Linked DNA regions of Mus musculus: region 2 is linked to region 1. The links are chromatin contacts, called in public HiChIP or PLAC-seq maps. All regions are on one chromosome and are shown on one strand. The core of a region is the stretch at or near the end of the contact, and the rest is flanking DNA. Distances in the headings are between cores, read along the strand shown.

Evidence for each region. HiChIP or PLAC-seq counts read pairs in DNA pulled down with a chosen protein or histone mark.
Region 2: a contact with region 1 is called in an H3K4me3 HiChIP or PLAC-seq map of bone marrow-derived macrophages, with 7 times the contacts expected there. The contact joins two enhancer-like sites. A contact is called at or near these places in 3 of 39 promoter capture datasets (the C10 cell line, cranial neural crest and hippocampal neurons), 9 of 484 Hi-C or Micro-C datasets (the HL-1 cell line, the HPC-7 cell line, bone marrow-derived macrophages and 5 more), 16 of 115 datasets of contacts at active chromatin or transcription factors (DN3 thymocytes, the HL-1 cell line, the HPC-7 cell line and 9 more) and 3 of 9 other capture datasets (adipose tissue, liver and pancreatic islet).

Annotation. Positions count from the first base shown.
Region 1 is chr12:3,659,274-3,665,966 of GRCm38.p6, reverse strand. All of the region lies in intron 8 of Dtnb (dystrobrevin, beta), which reads right to left. Among named protein-coding and RNA genes, the nearest start is that of Dtnb, 90 kb to the right of the region's middle. Within about 2 kb of position 3,121, at least 95 of the 459 cell types and tissues checked have an H3K27ac peak or open chromatin away from gene starts, as enhancers often do. A contact at or near this core is called in bone marrow-derived macrophages, cortical neurons, hippocampal neurons and 1 more, where this site is marked.
Region 2 is chr12:3,884,179-3,890,871 of GRCm38.p6, reverse strand. All of the region lies in intron 6 of Dnmt3a (DNA methyltransferase 3A), which reads right to left. Gm31623 (a long non-coding RNA gene) reads left to right here. Exons shown (of 3, transcript XR_003950161.1): 2 at 1,721-6,197. Among named protein-coding and RNA genes, the nearest start is that of Gm31623, 7.2 kb to the left of the region's middle. Within about 2 kb of position 3,116, at least 118 of the 459 cell types and tissues checked have an H3K27ac peak or open chromatin away from gene starts, as enhancers often do. A contact at or near this core is called in bone marrow-derived macrophages, cortical neurons, hippocampal neurons and 1 more, where this site is marked.

The DNA of each region.
Region 1 (6,693 bases), core at 1,872-4,371:
CCCAGGGCTCAGGAGGCAGCGGCAGGCAGATTTCTGAGTTCAAGGCCAGCCTGGTCTACAAAGTGAGTTTTAGGACAGTCAGGGCTATACAGAGAAACCCTGTCTCGGAAAAAAACAAAAAACAACAACAACAAAAAAAACCCAATTCTCTAAATATCTAATAGAACCCACCAATAAAATCACTGAGGCCTGGTTGTGGGTCTTGCTATGTCTGTGTCTCTGTGTTGTCATTTTTCTCTGTTTGTCACCTCATGCAACCCAGGGCTGGCCTAGAACATACCTGAGGCTGACCTTAAAGTTCTGATCCTTCTGCCTCAAGTTTCCAAGTATCTCACAATCTTTGTGAGAAAGATTTTGATTCCTAACACAATCCCTTGCCTTGTTATGCCTGTATGACTCTCTTTTCTGGGTGAGGATTTAGCTCAGGCTAGAGCATTTGCCTAGCATTGCTAGAGTCGGGGCTGGTACCTAGCCTGGGCGGGGGCCTTGATCAATGTCAGTAGCTTGCTAATGGCCCTTTCTTGCTGTTTGTCTTCATCCATTCATATTTTCATTCTCCCTCTCCTCTCCTCCCCTCCCCTCCCTTCTCCCCCCCCCCCCCCCAGGGTTTCTCTGTGTAGTCCTGGCTGTCCTGAAACTCACTCTGTAGACCAGGCTGGCCTTGAGCTCAGAAATCTGCCTGCCTCTGTTTCCCAAATGCTGGGATCAAAGGCGTGCGCCACCACTGTCCGGCCCATTCTCCTTTCAATGTGAGCTCCTGAAGGCAGAGATTCAGTTCACCCCAGGAAAAGCCCATCACCCACAACTCTGTTAACTAAGTAACAGGTGCCTAGCGAGAGTCTGCTGGATATAACATGTAGTTAACAGTGGAGAGCAAAGGGAGACCTGTCTCAAGGCTTCTCTCTCTGCAGGAAGAAAGGATCTGCTGAAAGGAGGAGGAGGAGGCTGCTTCAAAGATCGGGCCTTCTTCAGCTGATGGCTTCCCAGAAAGGAAAAGGCAAGACGGTCCAAGAAATTTAATGGCATTCCAGCACCAAGAGCCATTTGGAGTAATGATGAATGTCCTGCAACGCTAATCTGCCCTATTACATGGCTTGCTTAGAGAAAGTACCTAATTATCCAGGACACTGACGGGCAGAAGAGATGGAGTTTTTAAAGAGTCACATACTGGGACTAGGGAGAAGGATCAGTCAATGTCTGCCGTGTAAACGTAAGGGCCTGAGCGTAATGTCCAGAGCCAGAAAGAGGATCAAGCACCATGGTATACACATGCAATCCCAGGATAAGGAAGGCAGAGACCATTGCTGGGTCCTTAGAGCTTGCTGCCAGCCAGTCCAGCCTCTTCAGGAACTTTCTGGATTGTGACACCACCTCATAAAACAAGGAGGACAGCACCTGAGGAACGATACTCGCATAAGCAAGTATCCACAGGAAGATACATCAATGTACACATATCCACAAAGGAGTTAACAACACATGAATAATGGTCATGTCTGAAATGAATAAGGAAAGAAGTGAAAGTACCGACAAACACCAGGCAGACTGGCTAATGAGTCTGAAATGGAGGGATATTAAAGAACGACCTTGCCGGGCGTCGGGGCCCACGCCTTTAATCCCAGCACTTGGGAGGCAGAGGCAGGCGGATTTCTGAGTTCAAGGCCAGCCTGGTCTACAGAGTGAGTTCCAGGACAGCCAGGTCTATACAGAGAAACCCTGTCTTGAAAAAACAAACAAACAAACAAAAAAAAAAAACAAAAAGAAAAAGAAAAAGAAAAAAAGAACGACCTTAGTGAAATAGGAGGAACAAATCGGGAACAATAAGAGGTTGTCAAAAGAGAACTGCTCTCAGTGGCTCGGGAAGGAGGGCAGCTAGATGGGGCGAGACATCCGGCATGATTGTGGGCCAGATGTTTGAGGCTCAGTGGAGGAGATCATCAGAACTGGAGAAGTCAAGAGACTGTATGGCCAGGATTTAACAGGCTTAACTCCACAGACAGTAAAATTACCAGAGAGATAACAATGGATGTGGAACCCATGCCCTGGAGCGAAGGGGCATGAGCAGAAGAAAGTCGGGAATAAGAGCAGTTGGAGGAGGGCAGCAAACTGGAGTGTGTGCCTCATGGCAGCATCTTCATGTTTCTAAGACTTTTTTTTTTTTAAATTAAGAGATGCCAGGTGTAATGTTCTAGAAGTACTAAACTGAAAAGCAAGAAATAAAATAACCAGAATGACTAATATGAGAAACTAACCCTCAATAACTCATTGTCATATTCCCACCGTCCTTGACCATGGGAGAACATGAATATGCTAACATAGCCTTTCTTTAGATTACATAACATTATATGGAAAGAGGGAGTCCACCCCAACGGTAGGAAAGGCAATCACGGGATGCACTCCAGCTGGCCTTGGAGGCAGGCGATGCCCATGTTGTAAATGGCTTATGTAAGCTTCATCGTGGCAAAAGACCGCAGATGGCCAGGAATAGAAAAGCAGGGATCAGGCTGGAGAGATGGCTCAGCAGTTAAGAGCACGGACTGCTCTTCCAGAGGTCCTGAGTTCAATTCCCAGCAACCACATGGTGACTCATAACCATCTGTAATGGGATCTGATGCCCTCTTCCGGTTTGTCTGAAGACAGCTACAGTGTACTGATATACATAAAATAAATAAGTCTTAAAAGAATAATCATGTAAATTAAAAAAAAAGGAAAACAGGAATCACAGCTGAAAAAAAAACAAAATGTATTTTGCCAACAACCAGTTAATGGGCAAGATTCCCCAAAAGCCTGAAATCTTAATGGTACTTGAGCCATGGCTGACACCTTATGCCAGGTTCGAGGGGTCTGGAGGTGAGAATCCAGCCACACTCTACCTGGACTTGTGATGAAATCTGCAGTGCCTTTTCACGCAGCAACAGAATGCTCTAGTTTACAGGCTGTGCTCCTGGGTGTTGCCTGTGGCCTCTGCAAAATAGCAACCCTTTCCTACACTCTCAACAGAGTCCAGACTACACCTCAACAATGATTCACTTGTCTCCTGAATACACAAAGGGTGGAGACAATAGTCAGCAAACCAGCAGGAGCTAAGAGAGGTGGGGCTCTTCCAGGGGGCCAAGACTCAACTCACACAGAGGAAGAGAAGCAGCCTGCTGACTCAGGAGCTGCCCAGCTGGAGTGGGCTGAGAGCACAGCAGCACCAAGCTGGTGCCATGGACACAGCTGGCAGCTTTACTGCACCAACAATAGACACAGGGCAGCAGCCAAGGCAGGCACTGACTCAGTAGCTTCTGAGGGTACCTGGGCACAAAAAAAAAAAAAAAGAAAAAGAAAAAGACAAAGAAAAAAAAGCAGACTTTGTAGATTTTGTTTTACACTTCAAGTCTGTGCCCCATTTCCTATTTGTGGGAGTGCTATTTTATGCATTAAAAACTTGTATCCAGAGATGGGAGAGGCTAAGAGCACTTGTTGCTCTTGCAGAGGACCTAGGCTCACAACCATCCATAACTGATGTTTTATGGTATCTGACCCCCTCTTCTGAACACCATGGGCACTTGGCATGCAAATAGCACACATGCATATATGTAAGTACAGCACTCATATACATCTACAATTTATTCAGACACATCTCCATATCCAGGCTGAGCATGGTGGCACATGCTTTTAATTCTAGTAGAGCTAGGGGAATCACTGTGAATTTGAGGATACCCTGGTCTACATAGTGAGTTCCAGGACAGCCAGAGCTACATAGTGAGACCCTGTCTCAATGGTAAGTAGGTAGGTAGGAAGGAAGGTAGGTAGATAAATAATTTCCTATTTGATTTTGTGCTATTTGCAAAGTAGTAATTAAATATAACATAGATCCATTTGAAACTGGGAAAAGTATGACCAATAAGCATACTTTTTCCACCCTGAAGAGACTATCAGATTATCTTTTAGAATTTAAAAGGTACAAGGAAGCCGGGCGTGGTGGCGCACGCCTTTAATCCCAGCATTTGGGAGGCAGAGGCAGGCGGATTTCTGAGTTCGAGGCCAGCCTGGTCTACAGAGCGAGTTCCAGGACAGCCAGGACTACACAGAGAAACCCTGTCTCGAAAAAACCAAAAAAATAAAAAATAAAAAATAAATAAAAATAAAAGGTACAAGGAGATAGATGCTAGCAGTAATTCATGGCTTTAATCCCAGTACTCAGGCAGATTTCTGTGCATTCCAGAACAGCCAGGGCTACACAGAGAAGCCCTATCTCAAAGGAGGAAGGAAGGAAGGAAGGAAGGAAGGAAGGAAGGAAGGAAGGAAGGAAGGAAGGAAAATTGTTTCTGATAAATATGACTCCTTATATTAAAAATTTTTGTATCAATGCTTCAAAAATTATATGAGATTATCACTAATATTTTTAAAACAGTAATATTTGTTTAACATCTTGTTAAACAAAAACTACTTCCTTATTTATAGATTTTTTTTAAAGGGGATAAGACTGTTCAAAGGTGCAGTCTGCCATCTGCTGGCTAGAAAGATGAAATTTTCAGGTCACTTCCCCTAGTTATGTAACTAAAGATATTCTACTAAGAACCACATCTGTGGTCCAAGAATATTTTCATAAATTCTCCCATTCTTCCCCAACACCCTCACCGTCTGGAATACCAAGGTGGGAGTCAGTCAGACTGACCTTGGTAAAGTGAAAACTGGGGAAGGCAGAGATCTGAGTGGCAGACAGGGAGGCAGGGGATGAGAAGTTGGTTGTGTGTTTCTATACCCTAACTACATCTAACCCACAGTCTTGGCTGGCCTGTGGCTCACTATGTAGACTAGGCTTGCCTCTGCCTCTGTCTCTGCCTCTGCAGTGCTGTAAAGGACTCTTTATAAGTAAAATTCAGCCAAGCAGTGGTGATGCACACCTTTGATCCCAACACTCAGGAGGCAGAGGTAAGTGAATCTCTGAGTTCAGGGCCAGCCTGATCTACAAAGCAAGTTCCAGGACAGCCAAGGCTACATAAAGAAACCTTGTCTCAAAACAAAACAAAACAAAAAAACAATAAAACAAAACAAAAAGATAAAGAAAATTTAGCACAAAACCACGAACATCTCTCTGGTTCCATCAACTATAAGGAAAGCCCTGCTTGTTTGGAATGTCCTGTGTGTGGTATGCTGTGTTTCCAAAGCTCTCTCCTCCCATCTGGACTCACAGCAACTCCACCCTTCCATGCCCACTGTCCTGCTCCTAGGCTGAGATCCAGCCTAGAGGGTGTGGTAGACGGCAAGGGCAGGAAGCTCTGCCCAGTGTGTCTGCCTGCAAGATTTGGCCTCTAGATGCTCTGGCTTAGACAAAGTCTCCTAAAACACGGGTGCCAAGCACCAGGGGCAGCACATGAATAGGGCAGATGTTGCTGGACTCTTGCAAAACTTCAGCGTGGTGGGCCTTCCTGATAGCCTAGAGTGGCAGTGGACACGGGAATGAAGAAGCCTCCAGTCCTTCAAGCCACAAACATATTTCAATCATCCCAAGAAAGAGCCCAGAAAACATGGAGTTGAGAAAGACAATCCTAATACCAGCAGTTCTCAATCTATGGATTGCAACCCCTTTGCCAAACCTCTATCTCCAAAAATATTTACATTGTGATTCATAACAGTAGCAAAATTACAGTTACAGAGTAGGAACAAAAATGTTATGGTTGTGTGTGTGTGTGGGGGGGGAACCTGTATTTAAGGGTTCCACATTAGGAAGGTTGAGAACTGCTGGCCTACACATCCTGCCCAAATACCTGACACAAAGTCAGAAATACAGTCTGATGATTATGGTGTTTTGTCATTAAGGTTTTATTTTTGGTGGTTTATTGTGCAACTGAGTACCACCAAATGCTACAGCACCGCAGCTCTAACAGCAAAGTTACACAGGCATGAAGCAAGCATTTCAGAGGAGATAGCCTGAATGATCTACTTCCCTTGCAAGCCTGAATATAAACCTGAGAGTTACCCTCCATTCCTTGCTTCTAGGTGAAGGGGTGTCTGCCCTCACTCATTCCCCATCTTAGCCCGGGGCTCAGTGATGGAGATGGAAGGGAGCACGCCCAGCTTGTTCCTATTCTTTATTCCTGAGGTCTGCAGGTTCCACAGCAAGACCATGCTCTTCTGCTCCCCAGAACCATCAGCAGTCAGTATTTACCCTGCTAGACAGGCTAGCAGGTGTGTGTAGAAGGTGGTGTTCAATTCAGAGGCTAGCTGCAAGTGTGTGTGTATGTGGTGTGCAGTGTGTGGTGTGTATGCGGGGTGTGTGTGTATGTGAGTATGGTATGTATTGTGTATGCTGTGTGCATGTATTGTGCTCTCTGTGGTGTGTGGTATATGGTGTGTGCATGCACATGCTGTATAGTGTGTATAGTGTGTGTGTGTGTGTGTGTGTGTGTGTGTGTGTGTGTGTGTGTGTGTGTTTTGGACATGGAATGGGACTGATCTAAAGGAGAACTGTTTTCAGAAGTAGAGCTGGGCACACCAGTACAAGCCTTCAATCACAGCGTGAGGCTGAGGCAGGAGGGCGAGGCTATCCAGTGAAACCCTGCACAGAGGTAGAGAAAGTGCTAGACATAAATGTCCACTTCAAGAAATGTCTGCATTTGCTGTCACTCACTCTGTAGACCAGGCTGACCCCAAACTCAGAGAGACCCCCAGCCTCTGTCTCCTGAGTGCTGGGATTAAAGGCGCGTG
Region 2 (6,693 bases), core at 1,867-4,366, 220 kb before region 1:
ACATCACGAAACCCTGTCTCAGCAATTATGTAATAGTAATAGACACACTCCCACGCACGTGCTAGTGTCTCTCTCCTAGAACCACCAGGTAAAGTGTAGGCCATTTCATGCCATTCCTGAGCAAAGACATAGTACCCCAAGGTGTGTGTGTGTGTGTGTGTGTGTGTGTGTGTGTGTGTCCGCGCACACACACACACACACACACACACGCCACTCCTGGCGCCCCGCCCCCCCCCCCATTAGAGGACTGGAGCATCATCGGATACAGAAATGGACACTTGGTCCTGCTCTCAGGAAGTTGATAGATTCCACTAGACTTGGGGAGATGGGGTGGGGGAAGGGGGAATCACTGAAAAGCAAACTCCTGTGTGGATAACTACCCAAACCACCAAGCAGATAGCAGAAGGCTGCATCAAATGAAGGGTGTGGGTGAGAGATAGGACAGTAGAGATCAGAAGATAACCACGATTTGGAGGTGGCAAGCAGGTAGAAGGAAGAAAGAACTCTTCCACCCACCCTCTCAATTTTGACTAAAGCTAAATGGCTGAGTAGTGGGACTGGGGTCAAGCACTGAATGGAGATATTCTGTAACAAGGCAGATGTTCTGGAAAAACAAGGTGAATGAGTATTTTACAAAGATTAGCCAGGATTAAGTTTGCAAGATGAATTAGAACAAAGAACTGAAGGAGAATGCCCCAGCAGGGAGCCGCTGCTATCTGGCTGGAACGCTTGGGGAAGACCTGATCCCATTGCGGTGACCTTGACACAGACCACTTAACCCCAAGATGTCTGTTTTCTCATCTGCAAAATAGGGGTGATGACATCAGCCCTCTAGAGCTAGGAAAACCAATATCCTAAAGGCACTGAGGTAACACCCCAGGTGCCTGGCTCCCAGCCAGTGAGCTGGCACACACCAGCTAGAACAGGTGCGGGTATAACGAGGTGAAGGGATGAACCAGGAAGGGGATCTCTCCAACTCACCCTGAGACCATCAGAGCAGGTGGGCAACTGAAAAGGCGTTCTTTATGTAAACTGTATGGGTTCAGGGCCAGGTCTGATAGTGCACTTTGTAATCCCAGCCCCCATGGCTCCCACAGGAAGCAGAGAGATTGGGAGATCACTTCTAGTAGGTCATTTCAAGTTTGAGGCCAGGCTGGGCTACAGGGTGAGATGCTGGCTCAAAAATAGCAATAAGAAAACCTTAGGAGTACAAACGTCCCCTAAAAGAGAAAAGGACCTGCTCCCCGCCCCCCAGGAAACTCTACTGCCCCCCGCCTTTCGACTCTATCACAGTGGTAGTGTCTAAGCCACTTAGTCAGGCTACCCAAGCTGGGAGGAGAAGCCGTGAGCTTGGAGCTGTGCTGTAGCTCCACCGTAGACCACTTTCTCAAACCCTGGTTCGATCCCTAGGACCCTCTCACTTCCTAGAATGGAAGGGAGTTCTGAACTGGCTCATCTTGCTGCCCCCTGACCTTTCAGAGACTAGGACTATAACAGGCTTGTTCACCGCAGTCTCCACAGGCTCAGTCAACACCTCAGACCTCACAGAAAGAAGTTAGTGCTCTCTAGCTTGGCTGCACTTGCAGGGTGCAAGCCATGCTGGCTTCTAACTCATTACATAGCCAAGGCTAGCCTTGAACTCATCTTCCTACAGGTGTGTACTGCTACACCTGGCCTTCAGGTATTCTTCAGACAAACTCCATCTTATTACATTTTCCAGTGATACTCATACCAGTAAACTGCCAGGAAGTGTCGTGTTGACAAGCCTTACGCTCCAAGGGGCAAGCGTGTGTGTCCTGTGACAAGCCAGGAAGCTTCCTTTCTCCTGGTCCTTGCTTTCTTTCCTGGGACATTAAAGCACCATACAAAAGCTGTGAAAACGTGGGTTTCCAGCTGCACAGAGGTAAGGCGAGCCTCCAGGCCAGATCGCTAAACAGAGAGCAGCACTGCCTGGAGGCCAGGGGTGATGGTCACTCAACCAGCTTGACAAACCTTGGTTCTGAGTTCAGCATCCGTAGCATGTGAAGGAGGGATTGATGCCACTGCTGCCGTCACTCACAGGACAGGCACCACCTATGGTTCCTGTACAGCCACACATGGGAAATCGCTACATCTTTTCTTCCTTCTGCCTATCTGCACTCATTGCAGACACCAGACCCAGAGACATAGCAAAGGCTATGAGGTCAGTGTGAATGGATATCTGCTCTGAACTTGCCCCTCAGTCCACAGAAGCCTCAGTGTGAAGCAGCCAACATTCCATATGACATTCAAGGCCCCTACAAAGTAGAGGTCTCCCTGATATGTACTCATAGCTCCACACTCTGAACCCACCTGCTGTTCCCTCCCACAGGGCCCTTCTCTTTCAGGTTCCACCAGCTGAAACCCTGGCTAACTTATGTTAGCTTACCAGCTTTCTCCACCAACAAAGTTCCTCTAACCCTGGGCTGTCCATGGAAGTAGCAGCTAGTGTATATAAGTTAAGTTAATTAAAATTAAGTAAGTATTAGGCTGTAGTTCCTCAGTTGTATCAGCCATGTTATATGTGTTGAAGAACCACCATTGTGGGTGCATGCACAGAATACAGAGCAACCCCATTATCGCAGAAAGTTCTGGATACGGCGTCTCAGACCCCTCCCCCATCTCTCCCCACTGTTCCTTATCTCCTACTCCTTTCCTGCTCCCTGCCACTCCACTGTATAATCTCACAGACAGCTGGTTTTGCCTCTTAGGAAGAGGGCTGGACTCATCTCCATGAGATTACACCTCCCTAGAGGGCAGGCACAGAATCTTCCTTCCTGTCTTCCTGTGGAAACTGTGGACAGGGCACCTTGCTGCAATGGTGGAGGAATACTGCAGCTGAATGCAACACTGCCTCAGGAGCTTCCTGTCTACATGCATCCCTGCATTCATCTGCAGACAGATCCTGCCCATAGCAGACATTCTAATGATTGCCAGGAGGTCCTGGTTTAGGGCTCTCCAAAGCTGCCAGGAAATGTTCGTTTTCCTATTCCTGTGCAACCCATATGGAGGCTGCAAGCAAATGACCAGGACTGAGCTGCTGGCAGTGAAGCTAAAAATAGCCTCAGAGCCAACAGCCTGGAGTTAGCAGGACTTGTTGCTAAGGAAACAGTCAGAGAGAGAGCAACCAAGCAAGAGAAAGTGTCAGACATTCACCAGGAGAGCAAAGGCTGGGCTGGGGGACTCCCACCTAGAGATGCTCTGCCTTCTGGCAGCTTCTGACTACTGTTCAAGTGGGGTAAATATTCCCCTGTCCCTCAGTACCTCATCTCCATGGCAACCACCAGGTCTGGGGTAAAGTACCAGCCCCTGGAAGGGAGGCCTCTGCCTAGAGCTAGTTGTTATGGCAACATCTCCCCTTTTCTTTCATTCTCTCCCTCCAGGCTTCTCCTAAGGGATGAGGTAGGGGTCAAGACTTGGCTTAACCAATGGGACCAGGAAACACCTGCTAAGCAGCTGGGGGCTCCAGAGGCTCCTGGGAGCCCAGGAAGGTCAGTAAGGAAGGCCACATTGGGCAGTCCATCTTTTCCTCTCCCTTAGCCTCTCACAGGTGTCCTTGTCAGAAGAGGTCCACACTCACTGGGGTTTAAACCCATCAAGATTACCAGAGGGAAGGCTGGGCATGGTGGCGTACGCCTTTAATCCCAGCACTTGGGAGGCAGAGGCTAGCCTGGTCTACACAGTGAGTTCCAGGACAGCCAGGGCTACAAAGAGAAACCCTGTCTCAAAAAACAAAACAACAACAACAACAAGAAATTACCAGAGGAAGATTTAAAAATCCTGATGAGCAGGCCCTGCCGACGCGGATCAGTAGGCGTGGCTGGAGACCGCGGCTCTTTTTAAACTAGCGTAGGTAATTCTAACATCAGCCAAGTTTGGGGACTTCAGAAAGCTCAGGCTGTGTGCTGGTTACAAGTGAGTAACAGAGTCCTTGAGAGGACTGAGCCCACCAGGAGGGTCAGAGTCACCAACTGCTGAGAAAGTGGTCTAGAAAAGAGAGGCACTCCCACATCTCAATGCTGACCAGAGCTTCCTCCCCCCCACCCCCAAATCAAAGCAATGGACAAGCTGTTCCCTGTGGGGGATGGAGGGGAAGGGGGTGGGGTTTGGTGGCTGGGAAGCCTGCTTCCCAGCGAGTGAAGAAAGGTGGCACAGATGATTCAAACTAAAAGAGAAATCCACCTTCAAAGATAAAGTGAAAGGGTCACCATGACAACTGTGGGGTGCCAGCCGGATGCAATAGAACCTTGATCCCAGCTCCTAAAAGTAGCATTTGGCCCAAAGTCACACACCCAACCCCCACTAACCAGATCCATTTTCTGGACCCAATTGTGAGACTCCCTGAAACACATGTACAACCAAGATAGTTGAGTCAGGAGTACCTGCGGTAGCCAGGCTGGGGGAGGAACATGGGGGAGGGGTGGGGAAGAAGGTGGAAGAGATGAGCTGCCATGTTCCTGTTACTCACACCTAACTGTGTGCCCAGGACCCACCACACATAAACCACAGCCCTCACTCAAGACAGCAATTAGACGGTAAATGATGTGCTAGTGATGCCTCCTCCACGTGCAGAGGGAAATCAGAGGCTGCCAGGACCAGCAAAGGTAGGAGAATTCCAGGGATGCAAAGTAGGGATAGATGTAACCTCCAAGCTTTTAGGGCAGGGTGGGCAGCTCTGCAGCTCACCTGCAATGGCATTATTTTCCTGGTAGCAAGCAGATGGTGTGAGAAGCATGAGGTAAGCCATATTCATTTATCCTTAGAGACGGGCAGTGGCCTGAGCCTGCTGACCTTGGGAGAATTCCCATTAGCAGCATCTAATGAAGAAGTTAGAGGATCCACTAAAAGCCTAAAAGCCAGTCCTTCCTTCTTGCTGACTCCTTGACTCCACCCACCCTGTGTGACTAGCCCAAGCACTCTCCAGCCCTACCGAGCTCCTGGGTTCTCTCCCATACTTGGAAGCTCCAATCCACCAGGCTGCCTGTGGGTTCCTGCTACATCTTCCTCATGCCACCATGGCCATCCATCTTCTGCCCATTTCCCTGCAGCTCTGGAGCCAGTCCCCCAGCCAGCCTCCCTTTTGCCTATGCCTACACTGTTGTTCCTCTGATGCCTATATCTGGGGACCTGGGCAAGAGACACTGAGGAGACCTTGGGGGTGGGGAAGGCTATGCGGCACAGACCCAGGGCTCACTTACCAGACAGTGATGACAGGATTCTACGTGACCACCTAGCTTCTCTAACCAGTCTAATAGGTCTAGAGAAACCATCTGTCCAATACCGATGGGATTAAGGAAGCTAGAGGGGCTAACACAAGAGCAGAAAGTACCTGAGGATAAGTTTGCTCAAGTGGATGTTATCACCCTGGAGAAACCTCAGTCTGCAGAGAGGTGCTAATCACCCCCAGTAGGGAGAGTGTGCCAAGAGGAACACAGTATTCTACCCCTCCCCCAACCTTTCTCCAGAATCCAGGGGTCAGCGGAAGAGGCAGAGGGACCACCATTCTGATTCAGGCATGCAGACCCTCTCAAGTTTCAGGGTCCAAAGAAGATGGGAGGAGCCCAGAATGCTGGCTTGGCTATTGCCGAAAACAATGGGGTGGCCTCCATCTCCATCCGGAAGAGGAAATTTAAATCAAAGCCTGGGTCCTTTCCGGCCTTTCCACCTCCCCCCCCCCCCAACCAGGCTTAGAAAGTGAGAGTCGCAACCCCAGCAGCAGGCACTGTCCAATTACCTGAAGACCTGAGCTGTCGTTCAATTCCCAGTGTGATTAATCTGCCCCAGGCAGATTAAACAAACAGCTCCTGGTTGACCTCCCTGAAAGTGAGGCAGTCTTCGGGGCTCTAGGCGAGGTTCAGTTCTGTTCATTCCAGAGGCCTAGTGGTTCTCAAACATTAATAAGCCCAGCCTCCAGGGTCAGGGCTGATACCCAGCCTGCTGAGGTGCTGCGCAGAGACTGGCTTCTATGGCTCAGGACAGGTCTCTGGATGCCTGCCCAAGTGATGTAGGACAACACATACTCTTTAAAACATTGATATGTTGTTGCTGTTGTTTTTTTAGAATCTGCTCCTGCCCAAGCTGGCCTCAACTTCCAGGCTCAGGTGATCCTCCCACCTAGTGGGACAGACAGCACACCTAGCTGACCACTGACTTCTGTCAGCATCCTTGGGATGTAAAAAGTGAGTTCAACTAAATGTTTGCTGCCTGAACTTTGGTTCCACCCCCCCACACACACCATTTCCTTGCAAATCACATCAGTTTTTAAACATACAGAAGAATGAATTGTTCTTGTTCAGCCCATCTGAGCTGGAATACAGACACAGGCTGACAGAGGCCGGGAAGAGTGGCAATTCTATGGCAACGCAGGGCACTGTGGCTCTGCAAACCATAAAACTGCACTCCTTGCAGCTGTGATGTGAAGCCTGAAAGGCCAGGTGACTGAAGTTAGGAGGAGCCCAGGACAGGGGAGAAGGGGCCCCAGGCCCAGTGGTGGCGGCTGATACCTGCAATTCCAGCACTTTAGAGGCCAGGGCAGGAAGACAGAAAGTTAGATGTTATCCTCGGCTCTAGAATGAGTTCAAGGCCAGCCTGAACTGACACCATGAAACAGACCCTCCTCAAAATGAGCAAAACCAGAAGCAGAAATGTTCTCAGTCCTCTGGCTGACCTTGGCCA